Regions from separate parts of the Mus musculus genome. Here all the other regions are linked to region 1. A link is a contact called in public HiChIP or PLAC-seq and promoter capture Hi-C data. All regions are on one chromosome and are shown on one strand. The core of a region is the stretch at or near the end of the contact, and the rest is flanking DNA. Distances in the headings are between cores, read along the strand shown. Region 1 holds the start of Xirp2 (xin actin-binding repeat containing 2). Region 2 overlaps Stk39 (serine/threonine kinase 39). Region 3 overlaps Stk39 (serine/threonine kinase 39).

Evidence for each region. Promoter capture Hi-C pulls out the DNA fragments that hold promoters and counts their contacts. HiChIP or PLAC-seq counts read pairs in DNA pulled down with a chosen protein or histone mark.
Region 2: an H3K27ac HiChIP or PLAC-seq map of heart atrium shows a contact between it and region 1, with 6 times the contacts expected there. The contact joins the enhancer-like site here to the promoter of Xirp2 in region 1. A contact is called at or near these places in 5 of 39 promoter capture datasets (the 3T3-L1 cell line, hippocampal neurons, liver and 1 more) and 1 of 115 datasets of contacts at active chromatin or transcription factors (heart atrium).
Region 3: a promoter capture Hi-C map of hippocampal neurons shows a contact between it and region 1, with 11 times the contacts expected there. The contact joins the enhancer-like site here to the promoter of Xirp2 in region 1. A contact is called at or near these places in 9 of 39 promoter capture datasets (the 3T3-L1 cell line, cranial neural crest, embryonic stem cells and 4 more) and 2 of 115 datasets of contacts at active chromatin or transcription factors (acute myeloid leukemia and astrocytes).

What each region holds. Positions count from the first base shown.
Region 1 is chr2:67,443,836-67,448,226 of GRCm38.p6, forward strand. It overlaps Xirp2 (xin actin-binding repeat containing 2), which reads left to right and starts at 2,167. Exons shown (of 9, transcript NM_001024618.2): 1 at 2,167-2,319.
Region 2 is chr2:68,209,059-68,213,017 of GRCm38.p6, forward strand. It overlaps Stk39 (serine/threonine kinase 39), which reads right to left. Exons shown (of 18, transcript NM_016866.2): 18 at 1,389-2,935. The coding sequence ends at 2,861. Among named protein-coding and RNA genes, the nearest start is that of Stk39, 260 kb to the right of the region's middle. Within about 2 kb of position 2,578, at least 5 of the 459 cell types and tissues checked have an H3K27ac peak or open chromatin away from gene starts, as enhancers often do. A contact at or near this core is called in heart atrium, where this site is marked.
Region 3 is chr2:68,347,357-68,351,321 of GRCm38.p6, forward strand. All of the region lies in intron 10 of Stk39 (serine/threonine kinase 39), which reads right to left. Among named protein-coding and RNA genes, the nearest start is that of Stk39, 120 kb to the right of the region's middle. Within about 2 kb of position 1,840, at least 37 of the 459 cell types and tissues checked have an H3K27ac peak or open chromatin away from gene starts, as enhancers often do. A contact at or near this core is called in hippocampal neurons, where this site is marked.

The sequences.
Region 1 (4,391 bases), core at 917-3,416:
AATTCACTCCTGTTACTTGCGTTTTTCTGATGGTAAATGGTGTGAAGTCTCGTCCACATGCTTCTCTGACATCTATAACCACCTCAGGTGATGAATGTTAATTTCCTTGGTTCGTTTTGAATTTTTTTAATTCAATTGTTTTAACCGATGTATATAATAATGAAAGTTCTACATATGAGTGGATATTGTGCAATAGCTCAATACATATATGCATTATAGAGGATTTAAATCAAGCTAAGTATGTTTATTTTAATCATTGTTTTTTTCATAGGTTGTATAAGTATTTAAATCAGAAACATTTTCCCTGAAAAGTCAAAAATAAAATAGAGAGGAGATCATTGTGAATGAAACCAGAGGAATTAAATCAAGAAACTAGTCACTAAAATAAAAAAGAGTTCATTTGAGCAAGAGAGATGACAAATCCTAACATCAGATATTTGAGCAATTTACCTTATTGCAAACAGTATCATTAATATCCAAATAAAATAATAAAAATAATAAAGTTGACCGCATTTATATATTAAGATCAGTCTCATAACTTATGATTTTCGATATACTGTCTCTTATGAACATGGTGCATTAACATGATTTTCTGAGAAATATTATGTTGGAGTAGTAATATTATAAGCACAATTAATTTATTTTCTCATTTAATCTTGGTAACAACCGTATAAAGACTCTGGAACGTACCCTAATTTAATCAAAGATGAATGTATTAGAATGTATATGAATGTTCAACTTGTCCAGGTAACAGAGCACTGTTTGTGTAAACCTGTGCTGAGATCCAACGTGACATGAGCAATGGTGAGGGGATCTTCCAAGTGATAAGAGCATTCTCAATGAAGAAACACACGTCACAGTTGCAGACTGGGTACTTGAGATATAGTTAGTACAAGTGTGGAACTGAAAATTAAAATTTCATTAAATATTAATAATTTAAATTTCTGGTGACCACATGCCTAGCAATGACCATACATACTGGTCAACAAATCTTGAGATAGTTTACACTGGAAAATCTTGTGGAATACTCAGGACCATTGAGTAAAGATTTTTGTAGAGATAAGAAGCTGCAGTATCACTAGTTGCACTACTTTTAATAAAAACCTGTAGATGAAAAAAAAAAACATATATGCTTATATTCATTGATCATAGTATGGTCAATTGTAAGCTCAGTTATGTTTTGCAATTAGCAGTGTAAAAGTAAGATGCTTTCTTCAAGTTGCAGACAATTTCCTTTGTTTGTTTTGGTTTTTTGTGAGTCCAGCTGCATAGGACACACAGGGCACAACTCTGGGAAGTTATAGAAGAGTTGAAAGGTTGGTGAGCAGGATTCTTCATTCTAACGCATTCTAAAGAATGTGGCATTATGAAGCTGAAGGGTAATATCAGCTAACTTCCGTCTCCATTTGGGCTAGCAGAGTCTACTGAGAAAGTACAGTGGCAATGGTATGTAATAGAATTCTCTCAAGAGCACATAAGATGAATCTTTCCCTGCCTGATCTATCTTGCCCTTTCCTACTAAACACTACAGTATGAGTGCTTTATGAGGGAAGACTTGAAAAGCAAACATTGCTTTACACACCGAGAATATGAAAATTGTAAATTAAAAAAAAATCTATGATGATCCCAGGGTGATCCTCCAATATTTCAGTCTGTAGAATCTGAGATAGGAGGATCCAGCCCATTGCACATAGGAAACACCTACTTCCTATAGAAAAGAAAAGAAAACAAGAATCAAAGTTCCCTTCTGAAGATTTCAAGTTAATTATCACTATCCCAAACAGAATAAATAAGATCAACTTTTTGTGTGCTTTGTTTTCAAATCCTTTACTCTTAAGTGAGTAAAGGTATCTTTTAAAAGCAAGCAATTGAAGTCCTTTAATAACCCCACTTTATTCATTATTTATTTCTCAGAATATGTTGAGAAGTTCAGACTTTGGTGTGATAGTGGCTATGGAAGGGAGTTTGAGTGACTGCACATGTGTCAGAGCCATGCATACATTTCTCAGGAGAGTACTAAGCAGTATGACCTCAGAGACTCACTTCTGAAAGGAGTGGTTGACTCAAGCCCCACCTAGACAGAGCTCAGTTCCTAAAAATAGGTGCTAGGTTGCATCCTTTGGACACAGGGCTAAAATAAATTCAGCAGCCCTGCCTGCTTGCCTCATAGACTCTTCGGTGGAGCTGGTCTCCACTCTGCTGGTTGCTTTCAGGGGACTGGGAAATTTGCTGTGTGTCAAACAGGGAGGAGCCTTTCAAGTGAAGAGTTGCAAATCCATAGAGCATTTCTACGGAGCTAGGGTCAATTCTGGTACAAAGGTATGTGTAATAGAGTCCCGTGTGTGCCAAGGTTATAAAATGTTCGACTCTTACTGAAAGAGCAGTGAAGACTGAAAGTCAAATGTCATTATATAAAAGAAAATTGATCAAGTTGGATTTGTTCTTAGAATTGTGCTTAGCACTGTTGGATATGAAATTTAGAACCTCATGTGTTAATCTCTCTCCAATAAATTATTTTAATGTTTAATCTTAAAGAATAATGAGCTTAATAACCAGTCACAACTTAAAAGTTATCCTACAATTTACAGCCAGAAGGGAAACTGAAAAATGCTTTGTCTCTCATGTGCGCAGAGAGAAAAATATACAGATTAAGAAATGCGAATGATATTTCATGAAGCTTGATGAGGAAAAAGGGGAGCCTGAAACGTTTTCAAATGTTTCAGCACACTCTGAGAAATGCAGGAAAGTTATTGCTTCTCAGTCATAGTTTGATTTTTGTAGATCTTGCTCTAGCTGCGGGCTTATGTCCTCTGGGAGTCTTACTGAAGTTAAGGATTAAAGAATCAGGTTCTTCCATGTTTTTCAGAATTAAGGAAAGCACTTCCAGTTGGATCTGCCAGCCCTAATTACGGTAACTGCAAACTCAGAGTATACTGAGATAGTGCTTTGAGGGTATCATGCCCTATATACACTTTCAAATGTATTTTTTTTTTCTGTCTTCAATTGCCCATGAACATGTTAATTTGGTCCTGTTGTGCTGTGTTTGGATGCTAAGAGACTGAAGTGATTTGGGAGTGACAGTCTAAGAGATTCTCCTAAGACATGGTGGGAAAGCAAGGACTCTCTAAGGTTGCATAATGCTGGGTTTAAATTTAGCCAGCTGGTGTTGAACTGAAAGATATTTTATTTTTACCAGAGCTCAATTTGGTCACTGACGGAGCTGTTGGTTGTTTGACACATTTTAAAATTTTGTGTTAAGGTGTCAAAAGACAAGTTAAATATTTACTTCAACTGTATTCAGAGTTATGGATTATTTTTTAATGAAAGGATACCTGTTGATAGTTTTAGACAATATAAAAGGGAATGGAAAATGTTGGGGCAGAAATCAGAAATTCTGCATTGTATGTTTAAATATCTCTCTGCTTCTTCGCTTGATATTTGAGTATTTTCCCTTCTTGGTATCCACGCATCAGCTAAGAACTAGATCCGTTTTTAAATATCACTCAGAGCTTCGCATGGCTGCAATGTGGCAAACTGCCCGCTGCCTGGAGGGAAGACACAGTCTGGCTTTTAGTTGGAACGGGGTTTCTTTCATCCAGGAGTGGGCGGGCGTCTTTTAGGTGTAGCTTCCTCAAGTTTCTGAAAAACGAAAGTCGACATTCTCTAATGATCACGGGAGCCATAGCTTCAGAAAAGGTCCCCGAAAAAATGTCAGCACAGGTGCCTGCTGTCTCCTGTGATTACAGAGAACAGGAAAGCTGCCTTCATGCAGGTCTGCTTTTTCAGAGAAAGTCCAACTTCAGAGATAATTCGCTGCTATTTACAAAAGTTCTGTCCCTGCTGTTTATTCCATTCCAGATTTCCAACTCTTACTTTGGATTTGCCAAATTTGAAAAAAATTAAAAACTTCGATGTAGCAACTTTGTTTTTTACCTAGTTGAAAACTGTTAAGCTCAATGGAAGAATTTCAAGTTTGAGTTTGTTGTTCTCCTCCCTCCCACTTGGGTGCTCTCTCTCTCTCTCTCTCTCCCTCTCTCTCTCTCTCTCTCTCTCTCTCTCTCTCTCTCTCTCTCTCTCTCTCTCTCACACACACACACACACACACACACACACACACACACAGACTCATCAGTTTATGTATTAAAGGAGTCCACTGATAAGGTCTGTTTGATAGCAGGGAGTCTATAATTTACAAGGCAGGGTTGACAATAAGAAAATGGCAATATAGTTCTAAGACTTTTTGATTAACAATCTGTGTGAGATAGGGTTTAATATAATTACCATGTCCTTTTTTTATTTGCATCTCATCCAGACTTTTGAAAATATCCAAGTTACCCTTTGAAACTTAATTAAGTTGTAATTTGCTTTTTTTTTTCTCATTTCCTTAAAAG
Region 2 (3,959 bases), core at 1,328-3,827, 770 kb after region 1:
CCTGTCTACAGCTCTTTCGTCACTGCCTTCTTGTAACCAGCTAAATTTAATGTGCTGAGTCCATTGTGTGTTGCCTGGATACAATGTTCACAAACTACAAACTGGATAGTCAATCAGGGGGCTCGTCCCTTGGGAAGCTAATTCTCCCTCTCTTAGCAGTTACTAACTGCTTATAGCATTTTATCTACAGAGAGAGCCCTGTAAGATTTTCCATCTCTGCTGGGATGGTCAACTGTGTCGGAATTTTCAGGTCTTGTCTAAGTATCCATGTTGAGATTTCACCTGGGGATCTTCCTGATCATAGCTAGAAGGCACATATTCACAGAAGGCTTCCTGGTCCTCTGCCAGCGACAATCTCTCTGTCCTCTCTTCCATGATGTTCTCTGACACTTAGGTATAGGAGCTATGTTGTGGATATATCACTTGGGGGCAGAGGAACACCCCAATGAGTCGTTGTCTGCATTTTAACTAATTCTGGAATTCTGCACTGGTCACTGTCTGCTGAAGAAAGGAGCTCCTCTGTCAAGAGGTGAGGGCACCTCTAAGGATAAGTAAATCTTTAGAATGCAGATTGGAATTATATCGATTTAGGACAGTGGCGGTAACAGGTTTCTCTTTTAAGGTCCATGACCTCACTAGCCATGTGTAGTTGCATAGGTTTATATGACAGGCATTCCCTCCATTCAAGTGGTCTGTGAGTCCCCTTAGAGAGCTGCTGGTTAACTCCAAGAGATGAAAGTCCCACTGCTGCACCTTCAGAGATATCTTACCATGCTGGCCACGTGGTTCGTAGCATCAGCAGCATTGGACTACTTACTGACTGCTTTCCTTTGTAAGCAGCTCGAAGAGTACCTTCTGGTATTATAAATAATCTTCAAAGGGGAGGATATGGGATTAATTATAGCTAAAACTGTCTGTGTCCTTTGTCTGAAGTGTGTGGTGTCTTCAGCAATGGGGACTTACCTTCAACTTCTGGGGCTGCTCTTATTCACCAGTGGTACTGAAAACTGTCAAGAACGTGTTCTTTGTGTCAGGAAGCAGGATCCAGAGTGCCCCGCTTTGCCTGCAGCTCTGAGAAATGGTCTGGATGAGTCACTTAACGACTCTGGACATTCCTCAGTTTTCCTAGTTGGAAGGAATTGTTCTCTTTTGTCTCTTGGAGCCCCACCGCTTTCGAGGGCTGCCTGTCTAAGTGAAGTGTGAATGTTTCAGTAATCAGTTAAAACCTATTCTCTACGGCTGTGACTTCACGTGCAGGGCATTCGTCCGGCAGGGACACTTCACACTCGTCCCCTTGCTTGCACTAGGCATCTTAGGACAGGGTTGAATTGCGCAGTGGAGATGCTGGTGACGGCTGGGGGAGGAACGAAATGGAGGAGACTCGAGTGCACTGTGCAATACACTTTTATTTTTCCGTTTACCTTTGCAGTCATCTTTGAGTAATTGTGTAAACAACAGAATGGAATGGAATTACATTAAATTGTATGCAAATGGTTCTAGAACACCTTAACGATTATGACAAGGCAATTATAAATAACTTCTTTCCTTAGTAATATATATTTGCTTTTTAAAGTACATTAAAGAGCTGCCGTATCTAGGGTTAGCTAGGAAAGAGCAATGGTACCATCCCCGGAGCCCACCTTCTTGAAGGTCTTGACTCCAAATTTGAAACTTCTAAGGTTTCCTGGGTTCATAATACACAGTCAAGCAGGAGGTTCTTGCGTTGGAAATATTTATTCTTCAACGTTTACAGCATTTTTACCGTTTGTCATTGCACAAAAAAACCCTTTCTGTTGTTTTTTTCACACCACTGTGTATTCTGCCGAGCTTTTCAAGTAAAACTTGGATTCTGGTGTTGTCAAGTTTATTGCCTTAAAAACAACAAATCCTATCGCCTAAGGAGAGCCAAATTGGAGACGGGGGACGTAGTTAGCAATCTAACAGAACGGCAGCAAGGTTACAGTATTCTAAATGTCCAGATGAAGCAAAAGTATGCCTCCTCGTGTAGTGCAGGTTTGAGATCTGAGACTAGTCCAGAGTTAAGCAGCCTCAGGCACATTCGTTATATGAAAGTTTGCAAGGCACCTCCCTCTCCCAAGAGACGACTGGATTGTGGGCTGGATTTTAGGCAAACCAACCAAAAGAGCAAGCATCCAAATTCTTAATTCAGTCATTTCAAAAATTAGAAGCTACAAATACTCCAAAGATTGACCTGAAACCGTTGGTTTAAATAACAAGAGATCAATTGCAGAAAGCGCGTAATCAAAACTTTCCCCCTCGGAGCTACGGTGTGTAAAGCATAAATATATGAAAAATAAAATTCACAGTCAGTTTTAAAACTAGAATTCAAGTTTGGCTAATAAATCTTAATTTTATAAGTATATTAATTTCTAAGTACAACATAAAAGAGGCAGTATTGTCAGATGTACAATTAAAGTCTTAAACAGAAATACAACAGTAAGAGGAGAAAAGGCTTCTGGTAGAAGATTCCTTTTGCTGCCAAGAGATAGGACCACCTGAGTGTGTTTCCGACGCCTCACTTACGGGCTAGCCAAATTGACTGCTAAGAATAGTAAATAGCTCTCTGGAAAGGAATCAGCAACAGTTGCGCAGCTGTAGGGCTTGCCTGTGCTCACACTGTGGGTTGCTGGACAATAAAGCAGAACTCGGAGTGCTCACAGTTTTTTTTTTTTAAATTATTATTATTATTTTTTTTTGATCGCACTTCATCGAAGCCAGCCTCTTCACAATCTTCTTATTTGTTGGGATTTGGGAGTGAGGGGGTGAGAGGAAGGAGGCAAAGGGGGAGCTGGGAGAGGGAAGGGTCACGACAGATGAGGGTGACAGCAAGGGGCGTACATCAGCTCACACTCAACTGGGCGAACCCGATCAGCTTCACTTCATCAGGAATCTCCGACCCATCGCAGCCAGAAGCCTGGAAGGGAAGGGAGGAAGAAACCATCAGTGCACTGGGGCAAGGGCAGGGCGGGCAAAGCCATTCCAGGTAACCAGCTCCTCTTCAGGAAGAAGCAAGCCCCAAGAACCACATGAGTGAATGAGTGATTGCTGGGTGCCAAATGCTGTTAGAAATGTAGTCCTGGCCGGGCAGTGGTGGCGCACGCCTTTAATCCCAGCACTTGGGAGGCAGAGGCAGGCAGATTTCTGAGTTCGAGGATAGCCTGGTCTACAGAGTGAGTTCCAGGACAGCCAGGGCTACAAAGAGAAACCCTGTCTCAAAAAAAAAAAAAAAAAAAAGAAAAAAGAAAAAAAAAGAAGGAAATGCAGTCCTGGTGTGTCAGGGGATGGTTTTGTGCTGTGTATTCTGAAGCTGATTTGTGTGCCCAGATCTCTCTGTCTACAGTCCTGACTATGGCATGGTCTCAATGTAATGTAAAAATTGTTTTCCATCACCTCTGATTGGTTAATAAAAGAGCTGATCAACCAATTAGCTGGGCAGAAGAGATAGGGAGGGGGTCCCAAATAGGAGAGTGTAGGAAAGAATCACAAGGGGAAAGAGGTGGGAAAACCACAGGGAGAGACCAGGAGGATTTGCCATGAGATCACAATGAGAGAGTAGCCACAGGACACACACGGACAGCAAACCAGGGCAAGGCCAGAAGATGGCAAGTAACAGGGTATTTAGCTGGGTAGTAGTAGTAGCCTAGTTGGGTTAGAATAGACCAGAATCTGCCTAGTTATTAATGCTTGAAGTTTATTAATAAAAAGTGCCAGCTCTCCGTGTCTTTATTCCAGAGCTAAAATGGGCTAGAGTGGGTATAGAAATGCCCTGCAGTTAATGGGAGCATAACAGGTGCAGAAAATCCCTACGAAATGCTTTTGCACCCGTGGCTTCAACCAGCAGAGGTATGGTGAGATCTACTATCCATTCTAACAGTACCATGCCTCCCTAGGCTTATAAACAAAATTCATATTCTACCTGCCCCCGTGTCCTAAGTGGG
Region 3 (3,965 bases), core at 590-3,089, 900 kb after region 1:
TACAAAATAATTCTGCCTTTCAAAAAGTTAGTCCGGAATCTCTAATAAACCAATCACATTTGATTAGCTCCAAACAAGGACAGCCCCCATCCTTGCCCCCTTTTCTCTGTTTCTAAACTTGTTCTGCACCTCAGCTCCCCTACCATGGTCTCTGAGACTCAGGGAACAGGACCGGAAAGGGGGTAGGAAGGCACAAGGTAGGCTTCTCTCCGCAGCACTCCTTCCTGCCCCCACAATGCCCCACACTTCCTGACTATCAGTGACTTTGAGCTTCCCACCTCCAAAATGCCAAACTCATTTTCAAGATTTTCAAGATTGAGATGAGGAAAGTTTAACACGATTTCCCCTCAGTGGAGGAGAGGAGAAGATTTTAGGAACACACGATTAGGGAGAATTAACTTAGCCAGGTATTGGAGCACCTTAGTAAGTGAACTGAACGGTGGCAGGGGAGCACATGCTCCCTGCTGGCTAGAGGACATGCTGGGCGGGACTAAATGTCAACCCCCTGCACCAGCCACCTTGTTGAGTGGCTCAACCATCGACTTTAGGCTAAGGACTCCCAGAAAGCCCAGTAGTGAAAGATTTTAAACCTTGAATCAGCTGCATCCAAATCTTAGCTGTGGACCAGGGGAATCCCAGAGAGCGGAGAGCAACCTCAGAGATCCCCCTGGAGCAAAGGTTTAGCTGTCTCCTCCTGCTCTCGGGATTATGCCAGAGGCCACTGCACCACCATCTTACTCCCCGAAGTTTCCTTAAAAAATACCTGCAGGGACAGTGCTGAGCACAGTCTACACAGGAACTAACAGATCACTCACTGCTCCTAAGCCCACGGGACTCAGAGGCTGCACCGCGGCAAAGTCGAAGGGCGGGAACTCAGCTTGACACAGAGTATGACAGAACCGGGGTCTCGGGGTCACAGGGCCATGGAGCTGCAGTCACAGGGCCAGGGTGGTACAGACTAAGACCATGGAGCAGCTGGGGCTTCGGGAGACATGAGAAAGCCTCACCCAGCCACCCTGGAGCTACAGCAATAGTGAGTGGCTTTTGTCTTCGTTAACAAAACACCTGACAGAAACAACTGTGGAGAGAGGGATCGATTTTTGGATCACAGTTAACGGGGACACGGTCCTTCATTCGTGGTGGGGAAGGCATGGCTGTGCAGAAGCTAAAGCCAGAAGCCTGTTACAGTTCTAGAGGTTGGGAAGCAAAAAGCTCAGGCTGGAAAGGGGATGGGTTCCTACCCCCAAAACCCAGCCAACATTCAGCTTCTCCCCCCAGCTAGTCCTTTTCTCCAGACCTTCCAACTACGACCTCCTGCTGCCATGCAAATGTCCAAACAAAACATGACCGCGTGAAGACACTGCGCGTTAAAGTGCAGCTTGGTTGAGGGGCAGCTTTCTGAACCAGGGAGAGGACCAGCAGAGAGCCCTCGTGGGAAACACGTGCGAATTTCCCAGGTTCTATTTCCCGGTGCCAAACTCTGTAAGGCAATAAACCCACCAGTGGCTGAGGTGGGCACGGTGGAAACAGAGCCCAGAGGGATGAAGGAACCATTCGCGGCCCTGCCCTCCCTGTGCTGCAGGTCTCATCCTGGAAGCAGCACGAAGATTCCAAGTAGGAAGCTGTGAACTGGGAGTCAGGTACAGAGGCTGGCGAACTGTGGGCGGGAGGTGGGATGCAAGCAGGGATAAAGGCTCTCCATCAGCAAACATACGCAGCCTATCCTGGAAAACACAGCCATGTACATACAAATCCTTGGGAAAGCTGAGCAAGTCTGTCAAAGGCAAACGGGAAGCGCTGACTGCACACGAACATACCGCCCTCAAGCACGTGGCTGCCGTGCAACACAGCCAATGATTCCGCCCAAGTGTTTCCAGGACAGAATGCTGACAGTTCTTGGCAGTTTAAAACCAGCGTCTCTTACTTCAGAATTCTTATCGCTGTTTCCAAATCTCCAAAATGGATCCCCAAACCTCCCATACCTAACAAAGCTCAGTGTCTTGAAAAGTCACCTCAATCTAAAAGGCACAGGCTTTCCCTCCAAGTGAGGATCAGAGAAAAACAAACAAAAAAACCAACCAAACAAAAAACACACAGCATAGCAAACCCAGGGAGAGGGGAAAAATTTAACAATAAAATGTTTGGGGGTTGTTTTGTTTTCTCTTGCTTGGTCGTCTGCACGGAAAGTAATATTCTGTGATGCTTTTGCCCTGCTGCTGCCTCTGCCCTCACCTCTGTCAAATTCACACGCAGCACAAATACTGAGCAAAAGGACACAATCGACAGCAGCGAGATTGTTTTTATACAACAGTCAGCGATTCCGAGGGTCAGGACTGAAATGAACTATTCTGACAGCGCCCCCTAGTGGGAGAAGGCACTGCTCCCACCAAAGGAAGTCTTTTAAACTGACCTTACACTTAAGAAGGAATGAGAGTCTCTGCGTCTTCGCTGTCCCCGGAAGACCTGCCCCAGACACTGTACCTGCCGAACAGTAGCCCTAACATTTATGAGAGGTAACACCTCCACCATCCTCTCTAGGAGCATGTGGTCCCTCAATGGTACACCAACACACGCAGTTGCTTCTGTAGGAGGAGAGTTAAGAAACACACGAGTTAAGAGGACTGCAGCCCCGAGCCTATCTGATGCACCTGCGTATCCCAGATACCTCTGTTGTCAACGTTACACAACCTAGAATCACCTGAAAAGAGGAAGCCTCAACTAAATCATTGCCTTCAGACTCACCTGTGGCCATGTCTGAGCGAAACGGTCGTCACTGATGATTGACATGGGGAGGCCCGCCCACTCTGGGCAGCACCATCCCTGGGCACATGGATGAAGGCAGTGGACCTGGACTGTGTAAGAAACAAGCTGGCTGAACATGATCCAGGTAACCCAGTAAGCAGTGTTTCCTTACGGTTTCTATTTCAATTCCTGCCCTGACTTCCCTCAGAGATAGACCGTTACCCGGACGTATAAGCTGAAATAAACCCTCTCTTCCAAGGTTGCTTCCTGTCACAATGCTTAGCGCACGTGGCAGCTGGAATCGAGTCTGGCTCACTTCTCCTCCTCCTTCGGAGTTAGTTAGCACACACTTGGAGTCCCTTCTGCCTCTGTTCACCCAGCACTAAGGTGTCTCGGAAACCAAAGAACTGCCTGAAAATAGCCTGATACTACTAAACTGTATTAATTGAATCACGAAATCCTGGAAGCACTCCAATCTATCTCCCAAACTTAAGACTCTTGGTTTTCACATGAATTGCGTCTATTACATTTCTTTGATTTGTTAAAGAAAATGTAACACAGATTTAAAATCTTTAATTCAAAATAAAAGTGGCAAGTACTTAGATCATCACCCTTCAATTACCTGTCCTATAAAAGAGCAGCCACCTGACTAACCGGATTACCTCAGTCAGCTTCTGCTCCAGGGCTGCGGCTTCCACACGCCTAACCTTCCCTTGGGGTCCTCTAAAGGCAACTGCTGCCCTCTACTGGGAAAACATGGAACAAAGCTAAAAACCACCTCATTTCTTCTGGTTTCAACACCTGACTGAACTGAGATGGCACGAGGGAGGAAGACAGCTTTGCAGAAGCTTAAAAGTCGTTTCCTGCTTTTCTCAACTACAGAACCTAAACGGTAAGAGGCTGAGAAGTTGGCTTTGGAGCCACCTAGTCAGGATGCTGGCTGCAGTCAAGGCCCAGAGTTCTGGATCTCAACTTAGAGTCTGAAAACTGAGGCGAATATTGATGGTCTTGAATATTGGCTTAGCAGTATACACCAGGTTTTTACTTTTCCACAGCTATTTAAACATAGTTATGGTCTTTGGGGCCATACTCAACATATCTCCCACTTACTACTATTCAAGAGATAACACATTCAGAATGTCACTGACTGTTCTAATGATGCAAAAACTGAGACAGAAAATATGAACCAACTACCTAGCCCAGCACAAGCAAGTGAACGGTAC